2 separate regions of the Rattus norvegicus genome follow, and region 1 is linked to region 2. A link is a contact called in public Hi-C data. All regions are on one chromosome and are shown on one strand. Each heading gives the region's core, a stretch centred on a gene start, on an enhancer-like site or on the middle of the called end of the contact. The rest is flanking DNA. Distances are from core to core; before and after follow the strand shown. Region 1 holds the start of Rap2c (RAP2C, member of RAS oncogene family). Region 2 holds the start of Stk26 (serine/threonine kinase 26).

The links. Hi-C and Micro-C count contacts between places; a contact is called where the count stands out from the background.
Region 1: a contact with region 2 is called in a Hi-C map of mammary epithelial cells, with 2.0 times the contacts expected there. The contact joins the promoter of Rap2c here to the promoter of Stk26 in region 2.

The regions. Positions count from the first base shown.
Region 1 is chrX:135,400,386-135,407,024 of GRCr8, reverse strand. It overlaps Rap2c (RAP2C, member of RAS oncogene family), which reads left to right and starts at 5,027. Exons shown (of 3, transcript NM_001106950.2): 1 at 5,027-5,418. The coding sequence starts at 5,146.
Region 2 is chrX:135,208,057-135,214,346 of GRCr8, reverse strand. Stk26 (serine/threonine kinase 26) reads right to left here and starts at 4,961. Exons shown (of 12, transcript NM_001191736.2): 1 at 4,856-4,961; 2 at 4,585-4,735. The coding sequence starts at 4,626.

The sequences.
Region 1 (6,639 bases), core at 3,778-6,277, 190 kb before region 2:
AAGCCCTGAGGTGAATCTGGCTGTAGGTGAGTGGAGTATACTGCTGACTCATTCGTCCTAGTATCTCAGCAAATTGAGGACAGAACGAAGGTAGTAGGCCTTGGGACAAGACTTTTCCTGTGGACCTTGAAGTAAGTTATTTCTCACAGTTAAAGGTTGGAAGGACGTCAACTGACAGAGGTGTGGACTTGAAAGTACAGGAGAGTTAACAGATGTGAGCTGCCAGTGCCTCAAGCAGCTGTTAGGACACTGCTGAGGACTTTAAACATCTGCCAGGATGGTTTTCAAAAACTGAAAATATTTATCAGTGATTTACATATTCAACATGCAATGTATAAGGCATGGGTTTTGATATCCTCCAATGGGAATGAAATGTATGGTTACAGCAGTTTACCTCCTTTGACCAGTTACTGTCTGCAAGGCTAAGTGCTTTGAGTAGGTTGTCTTGCTTGTTCTATGATACTATGATATTTTTGATACTATAATCAACTTTAGAAACAAAGGAGTGAACACGTCCCTGGCTTTTTAATTCTGAAGCTCAAATTCCTTCCAGAATATGACCCTGCATATTTCAATCTTATAGATACTTGAAAACAAGTAACAATATTCATAAAATGCTAAACTTAGTAATACATAGGATGAAGTTACAAAGAAAGTAACATGGCCATATTTCACTGGTGAGTATCCACATGCTAGTGGATTCACAGGAATCCACTTCTTACACACGCATTTTAAAATTAAATTAATAGTTACTCTATTCTGCACCTTGATTTCACATACAACTGTGGAAGAATAACTTGGTAATATTTTCCCAAAGAATTTTATGTGCAAATACCCTTTGTTTCCATTCTTGAACAACTAGAAGTTCACCCTGAAGATTAATATTTGCATGAGCCATTCAGTGCAAGGAACTGGAAACAAAGATTGTCATTCAGGGGAAAGGTGGTTTATTTGATATAGCAACAGATGAAATAAGAAACTAAAAGGAAAATAAAACTTACATGCTCTAAAAAGGGAAAATCGATCAAGGTGTATTAAGTACAAAATATTAAGGTGCAGAATATATAGTGTGAATATTAATTTTATTAAAATATGTGCATAAGAAGTGGATTCACAGACACATTAGCATGTAAAAAATTGTTTTACCTTGAAACAAAACACAAGAAGCTTTTAGCATTATACAACAGAGATTGCATTTTGTGTATCATTTGGACATATTAGGCCTTTAAAGGTTTCTTCCTTACCATTTTTTCACTTTTTATTTTATTAGCATTAAAAAAAGTGGTGTTTTGTGTGTTCAAAGCTGGCTTCAAACTCAACTAGTTCAAGATGTCCTTGAACTTCTGATCCTCTTGCTTCCACTTCCCAAGTACTGGCATTACAGACATGGGCCACTAAGTCTGGTAGTATGGGGTGCTGCCGATCCAAATCAGGGTTTTATGCATACCAGACAATGTCTTTAGCACCTGAGCTACATCAACAGCACCATTAAATTTTTATACAAACATCAAATGTATGTGTTGAAGCTTTGTAATGTTCAAGGGGAATGTGCACATCTGCTACCTCTAAGACTTCACTTCATTCCCTTGTCAGACTCTTATCTCCCTTTTACAGGTGAGGAGCTCCAGGCTCAGAGCCACAGAATCTCTTAAGGTCGTACGGATAGATGGCTATAGAGCTACAATTTGAATGTACCATTCAGAGCACAGATTCTCAACTGCCAGGCGGAACTCTTTTAAATTGTCTTTACACCCTCCCTGCCTATTGAGAGTATGCTGGTGAACAACTGGACCCTCGTCAGATAATGCATGAGAAATACTTTTCTAAGTATAGAGCTGTCCAGAGAGGCAGGCAGAAGGTTGGAGTTTGTTTTAATTGGACAGACCAGTCCCTAAATGTTTGGGAGATGGTTTTTTGATGAAGTGGTGATTAACAATTTTATTTACTTACTCCTTTCAAACATTAACAACGTTAGGGCCTGAAAGATGGCTCAGTGGGCAATGACATTTGCTACAAGCCTGGCAACCTGAGTTTGATCTCAGGAATCCAAGATGGAGAAGAGAACCAATTTCCCTATGGTCATCTGACCTCCATGCACGCGCGTGCGCGTGTGTGCGCACACACACACACACCATGCATGCATATGTAAATAATGATAATAATAATAATAATATAAAAATTAAAAGATTATGGTCACTTCCTTAGCTATGATAGTTTCAAATTCTTGTTTTAAAAAAATCATTTGGAAAATATAAGTCCCCTCAAAATACTCCATAATTAATGGCTTTGTGTCCAAGTCAAAGGCTGTATCACACTCATATATTTTACAAAATGAAAGCAACTATGAATTTGTGCACTATTGTTCTCTTTCAGGTCGCCACAGGCCATCTTTTCAAACCAACATATAAAAAAAGTTTCCTTGGACCTATAAATTACACTGTGTTCAATTTTTGAAAAATACCAAGCTCTTAAACATGATCTGAAGTAAATTGTAATTGAAGTAACTTCCAAGTCTAACTTCCTAACGAGTGGTGGAATTAATTAGCCAATGCCCTTCCTTACAAGGAAAGTATCTTCAGACTGTGTCTAACATCCATCCATCCAGTAGTGCTGAGTGGCTCAGTGGGGCTCTACTGTTTGGAAGAGGATGTTTCAGTACACGCAAAAGCAGACCTTTCTCCTCATTGAGGCCGAAGCAGAGATAATTCAAGTTGCCAACAGGTGAGATGGCCTCAAAAAGAAATGCTTTGAAAGTTTGGTGAAAGAGCACAGCCTTGCTTTGACTGCTCACTGCTAGCTGGATCAGAAGAGGAATTTCCACACTCAGTTATAAGCATGGCTGGCGAAGGGCTGTGGATTCCACCAGACAGTCTGGAGACAGCCAGACTGGGAGATGAGCAGCAGAGCTCCAAATCTGGCAACAGCACGTGTGGAAGGAACAGTGACCTATGGGGAGACTGAAACCTCACAGGCCAAAGCTCTGCCAGCAGAGGGAGTGCCTCGGATGTCAGGCAGGACCTAGGCTAGCTGGAGACAGAGACACTTCGCTGGAGAGACTGCACCAGCTTGAGACCGACCGAGGAGAAAACTGAACTAAGCTGTCTTTTGACTACTGTAAGTGACATTGGGGAATACTGACCAGGGCCAGTGGGATTTCACACTTCTCTGATTCGCCTATCTTCCAATGCCTAGCACTTCGGATTGGGTACTACATCTCTCTATCCAGCTCGGTCATTAGGGCTTGCGAATAAGGAAATGTAGAGTCACTTTTACTGGGCTGGTCAGAGATTCTCTCAGGTTTCTGAATGTGCTCAGATAAAGAGAGGGTGAAAAGCCCCAAATACTGTCCAGCCAGGTGGCCCCATGGATCTGACATGAAGTTTACAAATAGAAAGTTAGCAGTAACAATTTTTTCTAAAAATAGAATTTAGTTTAACACTAGAGTTATTATTTGCTTTTGAATTTCAAGGCTATGAACGATGGCCTTTAAAACAAAGCTTCACTGTGGACCAGCCGGGTGGGCAGTGTGTTACACGGTGCAGATGATGAAAAGATTAAATGAAATTATTCCACAGGCCTAACCATTTGCAGTCACCTTTCAATACTGGTTACCTTTTTTGCTGTGTACTAGTTGGAAATAGTTGGAACAAAACTGAATAGTCCACTATAAAATCTTCTTCTAATGCTGATCCCTTTGAGCCTTGTGATTTAAAAAAACAGAAAAAAAAAAGAGTTTCGGGTGTGCTGAGGGAGGTGAGGCAGATGTGCTAATTGATAAAGTACAGTGTCATACATGACTAAAACAGCACCGTCAAAAATCAAGAGCCCAAGTCAACTCTAAGACTCCTTTGCATACATTGCTCCGGAAAAAATATCAAGTGGAAAGAAATAATAGTAAAGAGATTCAACTTCCTAAACTGTTTTATTTTCCTAGCAACTTCCAGCCTAGGGATGTTTGGTGTTCTCTCAGCAGCTACATTATTGGCTGAGGGCCTCGGGCTAAGGAGGGAACCAGGTCCTCAGAAGCAGCTGCTGGACACCTAGAAGCTGAGGGACTTGGGCGGGCCCGGGATCGAGCAAACCGGCCAACCGCTTCAGGCGTGAAGGCACTGGAGCTGTAGGTTTCCCCGAAGCGCCCTTTCTCAAGGCCATTGCCCCGACCTGTAACCGGGCCGGGCCGCCTGGCTCGCTCCGCAGGGCGCGGCCCTAGCGCCACCCGGCTCGCCCTGAAGAAGAGGTGGGACTTTCCCCACCGGAAGTGAACGCGTCCAGTCTCGGGGAATTGGGGCACCTCAACCAGTGTGTCAGGGAAACCCTTCCGGGTTTATGCTGGGGGTGGGGGGTGGGGGGTGGGTGAGGAAAAAAAGAGGTGGGTTCAACTGGAGTCCCTGCGGCCGCCGCCGCCGCCGGACGGCCCCCGCCCCTTCCCCGTCCGTCCGCTAGCAGCAAGGCCAGGGCGGCCCGGTGGCCATGGCCTTGTCTTGACAGAACCTCCTGGGCGGCTGGGAGCTTGTGGACAGCAGGGTAAGCGGCGGCAGCGGCTCCAGGGAAGGCGGCGGCAGAGGTGGCGACTCCGGGCGCCAGTGTGGAGGTCAGGCGACTCCTAACGCGCGCCCTTTCTCCCCCTCCCCTCGTTGCAGGCCGGACGAGCCCCGAGGGAACCGGGGACCCAGAGACCCCGCCCCGGCGGCAGTGAGCGCGGCGGGGCCCGGAGGCCTTGGGCCGGCTCGGCAGCGGCGCCAGCAGGAAGCGGGGACCCCGGGCCCCTTTGTGTGCTGGGCGGGGGAGGGGTGGCGGGCAGCCCCCGGCCGCGAAGCCCCCGCCCCTTCCCGCGTTGGGGTGCGCGGCGGCTCCCCACCCTCGCTCGGCCGCTCGCCGGCGATCCCTCCTCCCCACGCCCCCCGGGCCGCCTTGGGTTCCTATAGGAAGGGCATCAGCATCCCATCCCCACCCACCCGACACTTGGCTCTTTTCCCCTCCCCCTCCTGTAACTTCCTCCTCGTCCTCGGTTGGGCCCTCCGCCTCTCCGCACTCTCCTCCCCAGTTCGCACATTTCCGCCCACCTTCCGCCTGGCCTTGCCGCAGCGCAGCTAGCGGGGTGTTATTTTTCCCCCCTTGGGTAAGGAGTTGGTGAAGGTGAGACTCATGAGGGAATACAAGGTAGTGGTGTTAGGGAGCGGAGGGGTTGGCAAATCTGCCCTCACTGTGCAGTTTGTCACCGGGACTTTCATTGAGAAATATGACCCCACCATTGAAGATTTCTACCGCAAAGAGATCGAAGTGGACTCTTCTCCGTCAGTACTGGAAATTCTGGACACCGCGGGAACAGAGCAGTTTGCCTCCATGAGAGATCTGTACATCAAAAACGGCCAAGGTTTCATCCTGGTGTATAGTTTGGTTAATCAACAGTCTTTTCAGGTAATCAAACCAAGTCTTGTAATTTCTTTGAAGGGGGGTGTGGTAATCCTACATGTACTTCTGATTTGCTTGAGCTGTGCGTTAATGAGTGCGTTTGGCTTTTGAAAGTTTGGCATGGTATGGGAAGGCACTGGATTGTTTCTGTAGAGAGTGCTAGAGTAACGCACATCGACAAATATTTTAAAGTTATTTTTAAGGAAAAGAAAAGTGAAAACGAAATAGGTCAGCCTGTTTTTTTTTTAGCCCTATGGTACAACCTGAAGTTGCTTATTCACTTCAACAAGTATTGATTAACGAGTTCAACAAAACATTTCGGAGATAACCTCAAGTGTGGAGCACGATGGGAGGTTTGAAGTCCATCCTCTCTTACACACAGCTAAAACCTGTGTACCTGCTTTTCCTTCCTCCCCTTCTCTCTTGCTCCTAAGTTCCTCAGCTTGAATCTAAATCTCAGTAGTGCAAAATACATGCGAGTCCTGCTTTCTTGGCATTTTTCTTGGGGGAATGCAGCTGAAAGGGAAGTTGCTAGTCTGAAAAGACTAGTACCTGGGATTCATAACCAACAGAAAGCCAGGATGACTCTCCTTTTCTCCCGTCGATCCATATCGTTGCTGCCATCACAGCCTATACTTAAAGAAAATATGTGGGACTGGGAACGCTGAGCGCGTGCAGATTTCCTATCCCAGTGGGGTAGCCAACCTGGATCTGGTCCAGTTGCTTTAGAAAAATCCCTCCATCCTTCACTGGGAAACAGACTGAAGTTAATGTTATTTTAAGAGATGCACTAATTGTTGCTATTTATTCCTTGAAAATAAATGACCTTATATTGACCCGTTATATTGACCTCCATTGATTTAGGAAACGGATATATATTTTTTCAGCGTTTAAAGGTATGCACTTAATGTTGCTTACTTAAGAAATCTTAAGTGCCTTAGCCAGTAGTATGCTAGTTTCACATTCTTTGGGAGTTGAAGTTAAAGTGCTATGTATGAATTTTTCTGGTAACCTTATACAACAACTTCAAGAACTTCTTTGTAAAGAGTCTAAGTTCTGGGCAAATAACTCTAAAGAACATTTTAGGTAGAGTCACATTCCACACAAAAGTCCTATAAGCATTTCCCTCAGAAAGTGCTAAGGGTATTATTTGACAGGTATTTTCTTGCTAAGGCATCCTAAGATTTGTTTTTCTATCATCAGACTCTCCTGGTCTTTTCAGAGGTG
Region 2 (6,290 bases), core at 3,712-6,211:
GATGAAAGGCAGAGTAAAAGCAGCACAGCGCAGTGCTCGCTGGCTCCCAAGTACCATGCAATTATAAGCTCTCATTTTCTATGGCTCAAGCAGTGGAAGCACATGATGGACCTCTTTTATTCAAGCACCATTTCAAGCCCTCCTTACCATCTAATTCACATGCTATATTCTGCCCTATTCCTATTTACTTTCCACAATAGGCCCCAGCCTGTAAGCCCTATTTTCAAGCCTCCAAACTACAACTACACCTCCTTCTCCAGTACACCAGTTTCTTGGGTTATTTTCTTCCAGCTATTATCGATATCATATTTAATGATTCAGCTTCAGCTGCTTAACAAAGGGGTCCTATGTTCAAGGCGATGCTTCCAATGTCTTGCTACTTAATGCAGCAAATCTGACAGTTAATAAAGAATTTGCCTTAGCTAATAACTCCCTCTTTAGCTTAGACTATTTTCTCATCTTCTCATGCATCTTCACTTACAGGCCATGTTTCCTATCCCACGAGGGCCTTTGCTTTCACATATTCTCACTGATATTATAGACCTCTCCCATCTTAATGGCTTTCCATCTTTTCTCTTTAAGTAAAGTGCTTGGTATACAGTACTTGCTTGGTCAACAATGAACGATTGAATAAAGTTCCAGTTTTAAATCTCCAGACTGTGTTGGACAATCTTAAGTTGTCAGCCCATTGCTCCCTGAAAATCATTTGCTTCCTGTCAGGTCTGGCCCTTCTGCATTACATTTTCTTCAGATGTAAGTGTTACCTCACTTGTCTTGCTGTTACTAGCAAATTATTAAATCAAGTGATGTCTTTTTCCTTATGGCACCCAAGGATATGGAAGGCAGCCTGTTAATCTGCATAGATCAAACTGTCTTAAATACTATACCTTTCCAGTACCTTCACTCATCCAATAAGGAATTTTCCTATGCAGGACTTTGTTTATTTTGTCCGTTATACAGAAAGGTTCAATGGCCATTTCAAAGGCTAAAATCCTTCCCTTGCATTTAAAGGCCTCCACTCTAGCTTTCCAAAGTTATTACTTATTATTTCTCTCATGGAATATTTCATAATCCCTTAAGTGGTTTTATTCTGTTTTCAAAGACTGTGTATATGTGTGTATGTGTGTATGTGTATGTGTGCTTAAACATGCAGGCAAGCCCTTGTCTATACATGTAAGGTTTCTTTATGTGGAAATACCTACCTCAAATCCTAACACTTTGACCTTCTAGAAACCTTCAACTCTGCTAGTCAGACACTCTTTTGATACTTACAGACGTAAGGTCACAGACTTGATAGTTGTTTAAGCACAGATCATAGATCTCTCTATTGGTCCTTCCTGGAACCTTTTACTAAGTTCACCAATGTCAGATAATATTTTTACTCCTTGCTAAAAGTCTTCAATAAAGTGTTTCTTAATACTAAAACTTCACTTCCACTGAGATCTCAAACAAGCATTGCTAAGCTGTACCACCCTTTTCACAGTTAAAGGTATAAGAGAGATAATTTTAGAATTCTTTTAAGCAAAAAATGTTTCTTTACTAGTACATACCATGTAAAGCATACGAAACACAATAACATTTTAAATTTGGTTGAACATCTAACTTTTTCTCTTACCTAAATGTTAGGAAAGATTGAAAATGACAAATATGTAAATATTTATTTTAAAACACTAATGTTAAGCTTTAAGGGAAATAAACTTTCAAATATTTTTAACTGACAACTTCAAAGTCAAAAACAGATTTTAAATCACTAAAGAGTAAAGATTTGGGTGGAAAGACAGTTTATTGGTTTATTACCTTGTTAAGGTTGTACTTTAAATGTGGTTCAAGAGAAAAGCTCCTTGAATGGAAAATCCCTTTCATTATAAACATGAAATATACACAAATTAAATACAAAAAAAATCATGTCCTCGACATTGGGTGTAGTAGGGCAAAAATGTTCAGTACAGCATTGAGAAATATCAACAATATATGTTTTGAGGAACTAATTTCACAAGGATGAGTTTGAATTGGACCAAGTCCTGGGGTTTCTTCCTTCACTGCAACTTTCTTTTACATTTTAAACTAGTGGCAACAAGAATGTCTTTGTTTGAAAGTAAGCAATGCTGAAGACTTGGGTGAGACAGCAGGTAGCTCTGTTTATGCACTGCATCTCTGCTCAGAGGGAGGAAAACATTGTGGAGAAAGTCATTTTCCCCTTTAATTTCTGGAAAACTCATTTTTTCCCATCAATCTTCATAACTCTCCAACATAAACAGTTAAAAATGTATGGGCCAGTCAATCACTTCACCGTGACTTGGGGAAACATTAATTTAAAGAACACATGGCAAAATCAAGTTTTCTTGCTAGTTAAACAACCTAAAAGTTGCTTGCTCCTAACTCTAACAAAACTCTAGGAAGCTATTATGATCTCAGAATATATTTTTACATTATAGTTTTTGGAAAAGGAAACAAACCTACTTTAGGCTCAAGGGTCACACTGCATGCTATAAATGTGTTTTAGGTCCCTGTATAATTTTAAAAATGGAAAAGTTGTGTTTTTTGTAAAGGTCACAGCAAGTGCTTAAGAACTACATCTAGAAATAGAAATGAAAATAATTGGAGAATGTGCTATTTCACTTAGAGGAAAAGTGGCAGAACAATAATCAATAATCTTTGCTAGGTGTGAGATGAGTACCCCTGTATCGCTAAGGCTTGCTTGACAAATGAACAACTTTGGGAAAGCATACGACGCAAGGCAAAGTTGATGATTCCAAATCTGTGATTCACACTTCAACCCACCTTAATTAAGATCTAAACCTCCAAGAGATAGCCAGCTCACATAATTAAACAAAGCAGCGAGCCATACGCCAATGCTGAACAGCGAGCAGTTCGCAAACCATCTCAATCAAATAAAGTCAGAACAAATTAAATAAAGACCAGAAACCACATAAATCAAATAAAGTCAGGGCAAATGAAATAAAGAGCAGAAACTCTTTTCTCCTGAGCACACAGAGTTCCCCAGAATCGCACAAAGTTGATGAAGGAGATGCACCAGTGTGGCTGCAGGCAGGCAGGCGCCTGCTCACAATGGAGAGAGAAGCATGGAGCCCTCAAGCAGCAACCATATGTAAACTTCGACTTCTCCACATAATAGAAAGCTGTGCACAAAGGGAAATGCTCACATGCTGTTCCAGATCAGAGCAAAAGTTCCTATTGCAAACTACTACTTGTCCAGATACAGGCAAAGCTAGCACTGAATGAATGGGGTGTGGGACAGAGTAGCTATGGAAAAGAGAGCCAGAGAATGAGAGTGCATGAGCAAAAAAACTTTGGGACCCTAGGAAAAACTTAAATGGGTTAATGCCATTAAAAGCCCAACTCTCCTTTTCACTGCTTTCCTTCCCCTTCTTGAGTCTCAACCCAGACCTGTCCTTAAACGCAGGATAGATGTACACATGGCCCCTTTGAGGAGAAAGGATATTTTAAAAATCACCTTTGTTATCATGAATAAAAATGAGACCAATTTCCAAGGCAAACGATGGAATCCATGCACGAGGCAGGAGGCTGAGACTCCAATCTACCACGTTTTGATTCCTAATAAAAGCATAGGCTATGCAGGGCTCTCGACATTATAATTATAACTTGAAATAATTCATTTGACTTAGCATATTTAGAATATCATAAGGAACCCATTTTTAGTGTTTTTAGCCTCTAATCTATTACTTATAAAGGGTTGTTTAGGTGACCATGGGGGGTACCCCACAAGTAAATGCTTTAAAATGTTAGAGTGGTTAAAAAAACGAGATGTGTAAAACATTTGTTGACATAACTTTTCTTTAATGAAATGATAATATAGTGGAAGGAGAACTGCATAGCCTTTGAGTAAGAAGTTGGGTCCCACACTTTTTCCTTTGCAATGAACAAAAGCTTAAATACCAACCACCTTAGCAGACAGACAAGGCGAAGGGCCTGAGCAGTCCTCACCTCAGAACAGGATGCCACATTCCTCATAGCACTGCCCACTGGGCTAGGTAGGGGAGTGACATAGAAGTTTGCTTGTAAATGGCACCGAAAGGGAAAAAGAAGTCATCTTGCTCTTCTCCCTTTGCACATAGGAAGCACCCAACTCAATGCCACCACCACTCCTGGTCTCGCTCCGCCCCAACTTCTGTGTGTACCGTGTGGGGCACTGCTTGGGTGTTTTAACCCACATAGTCCAAGATGCCTTCATCTCAACTAGGTTAAGTTCTGGGACTCCCCCACTCTGAGTCCTCAACTGTGCCACGATTAACAAGCCAACAAGTACAGGTGCCTAAGGTTCTGGCCTATTTTTGTACGTGCCCCCCCTTCCTCACCCCCGCGCGCCAACCCCAACCCCCATTTTCTGTTGCTTCTCGGTCACCCCAATCTCTCCCAAGCAAAACACCTTCTAGCCAGGACGCCAGAAAACACCTCGAGCTTCACTTAGGGGTCACCTGGTGAGAGATCCGGCCCTGCCTTCAGGTTTGCTCCGTGGCTGCCCCTGGTCCCCCGGTGCCCCGTGCCCAAAGCGGGGCTCTGGGGCAGTCACGTGGGCGGCAGGGAAGGCCTGGGCTTCCTCACCTGCATCCCGGGCACTTGAACAGCCACCGGTGAGTGGGCCATGGAGGCGGCTGCTACTTCGCGCTGCTTCTGCGGTGGTGGCTCCTGGGGCACAGACTGGCTCCTCCTACGGGGGTAGCTCTGCAGCTCTCCCAGGCTTCTCGATCGGGGCCTGGAGGGACGCAGAGAAGTGGAGTTAGTGGGCTGGTGCTTGCAGCCTCCACTCCCCCACTGCGCCCTCCTTGCGGGGAGGTGAGCGGTTCGCGGCGCTGCTCTCCCGGACTCAGTTTACCTCTCTGACGCTCGCCCGCCTAGCTTTCGGACAGTTGCGGTGCCGCTCCTCTTCCTGAATGCAGAGCTGTGCGTGCGGCAGTGGCTGGGACCTGGGCTCCAGTGATGCGGCTCTGCTGCGCCTCGCCGCTTTAGGAAGAGGAGGTGGAGGCGCCCCAGCAACCCGCCCGAACGCCTAGGCTGGGAGGCGGCCGGGGGCGGTTCCGCAGTTGGCCCTGCCTCCACCCCGCTGCCGGGCGGTGTCAGGGGAGCTGAGGCTTCAAGCTGCAAACCGGGTTGGCTAAAGTAGTCAGAGTTGGCGAAGCATGGGGCTCTCAGGGGTTGCGGAGAGCAACAGAAGGCCGGGATCGAAAAACCTGGAACATAACTGGTCCTGGAGAAAGAACAGAAGAGTTTGCGGGAGCGAGAGTGGGGTGGGGGATATGAGGGCGACCCAGATGAACGAACACGGCCACGTTGCAGACAGGCTTGGGAGGCTAGGGTGCTTGTAGCCGCCCAGAGGTCTGGAGTTGCAAAAGTTTGCTTGGCTCCCCCACCTGGCCAAGGGTGGGGCCACCAAGCCAGACACCTGCTCTTTCGTGCCTAAGTTACTTCTCTCTTGCAATTTTCAGCTTCCTTGCCCCTAGACAAACCTCAAGTTAGTTTAACCTGAGTCTGTTCTTACCTTAGGCTGTCAGTTGTGGAATGGCCTGGCTGAAATTTCTCACAATTTCTGCGCGTGTGAAAGAAACAAATTGGAAAAGGGATCATGTATCGGCAGAAAACTTAACAATGATTACAGACGCAAGGAGCATGAGACTAAATCTTTTGTAGTATAGATAGTTGAATTTAGCATACAACGCCTTGACTTCTGCAACTCCCTGCGTTCTTCCAATTTAAGTCCAACTCCAGGAGTGAGGCATACCCTTTCTCGAGGACCCAATAACACAACAGTGGCAGTGATAATACCAGTCACAGGAATCTCAGGGAAGCATCTATATGAACACACAGGGGCTAATGAGGTTACAGGACAAAATGCACGTTTAAAATGAGAACTCACCTTGAAGTTTGTTAGAAGCCTATGCAACCAAGGCACACTCAGGAAACATTATTTTTCTTTTATAATTTTTTTTCTCCAAGAAAAGTATCTGGTTATTATCAACATGATTATTATTAATAGATTTCTTTTTTGTTGTGACAGAGAGCCCAAAATTTATGCACTGTGTTTTGTAAAGAGTTATTGTGACAAGAGATCACTTGGGTCACACTTCTTTCTCCCCATTGAACAACTAGAGCAAAAGGTTCAGCCAAGTAAATATTTGACTCAAATATTGCAATTAAAAAGCAATGCATCTGAGACGTTCAGTCTGGGTCCCCCTGACACTTGCTACCTTCTATTATATGGAAGAAAGATATTAAATGATGGCATTGACTTTACCTTACTCACAGTCCCCCAA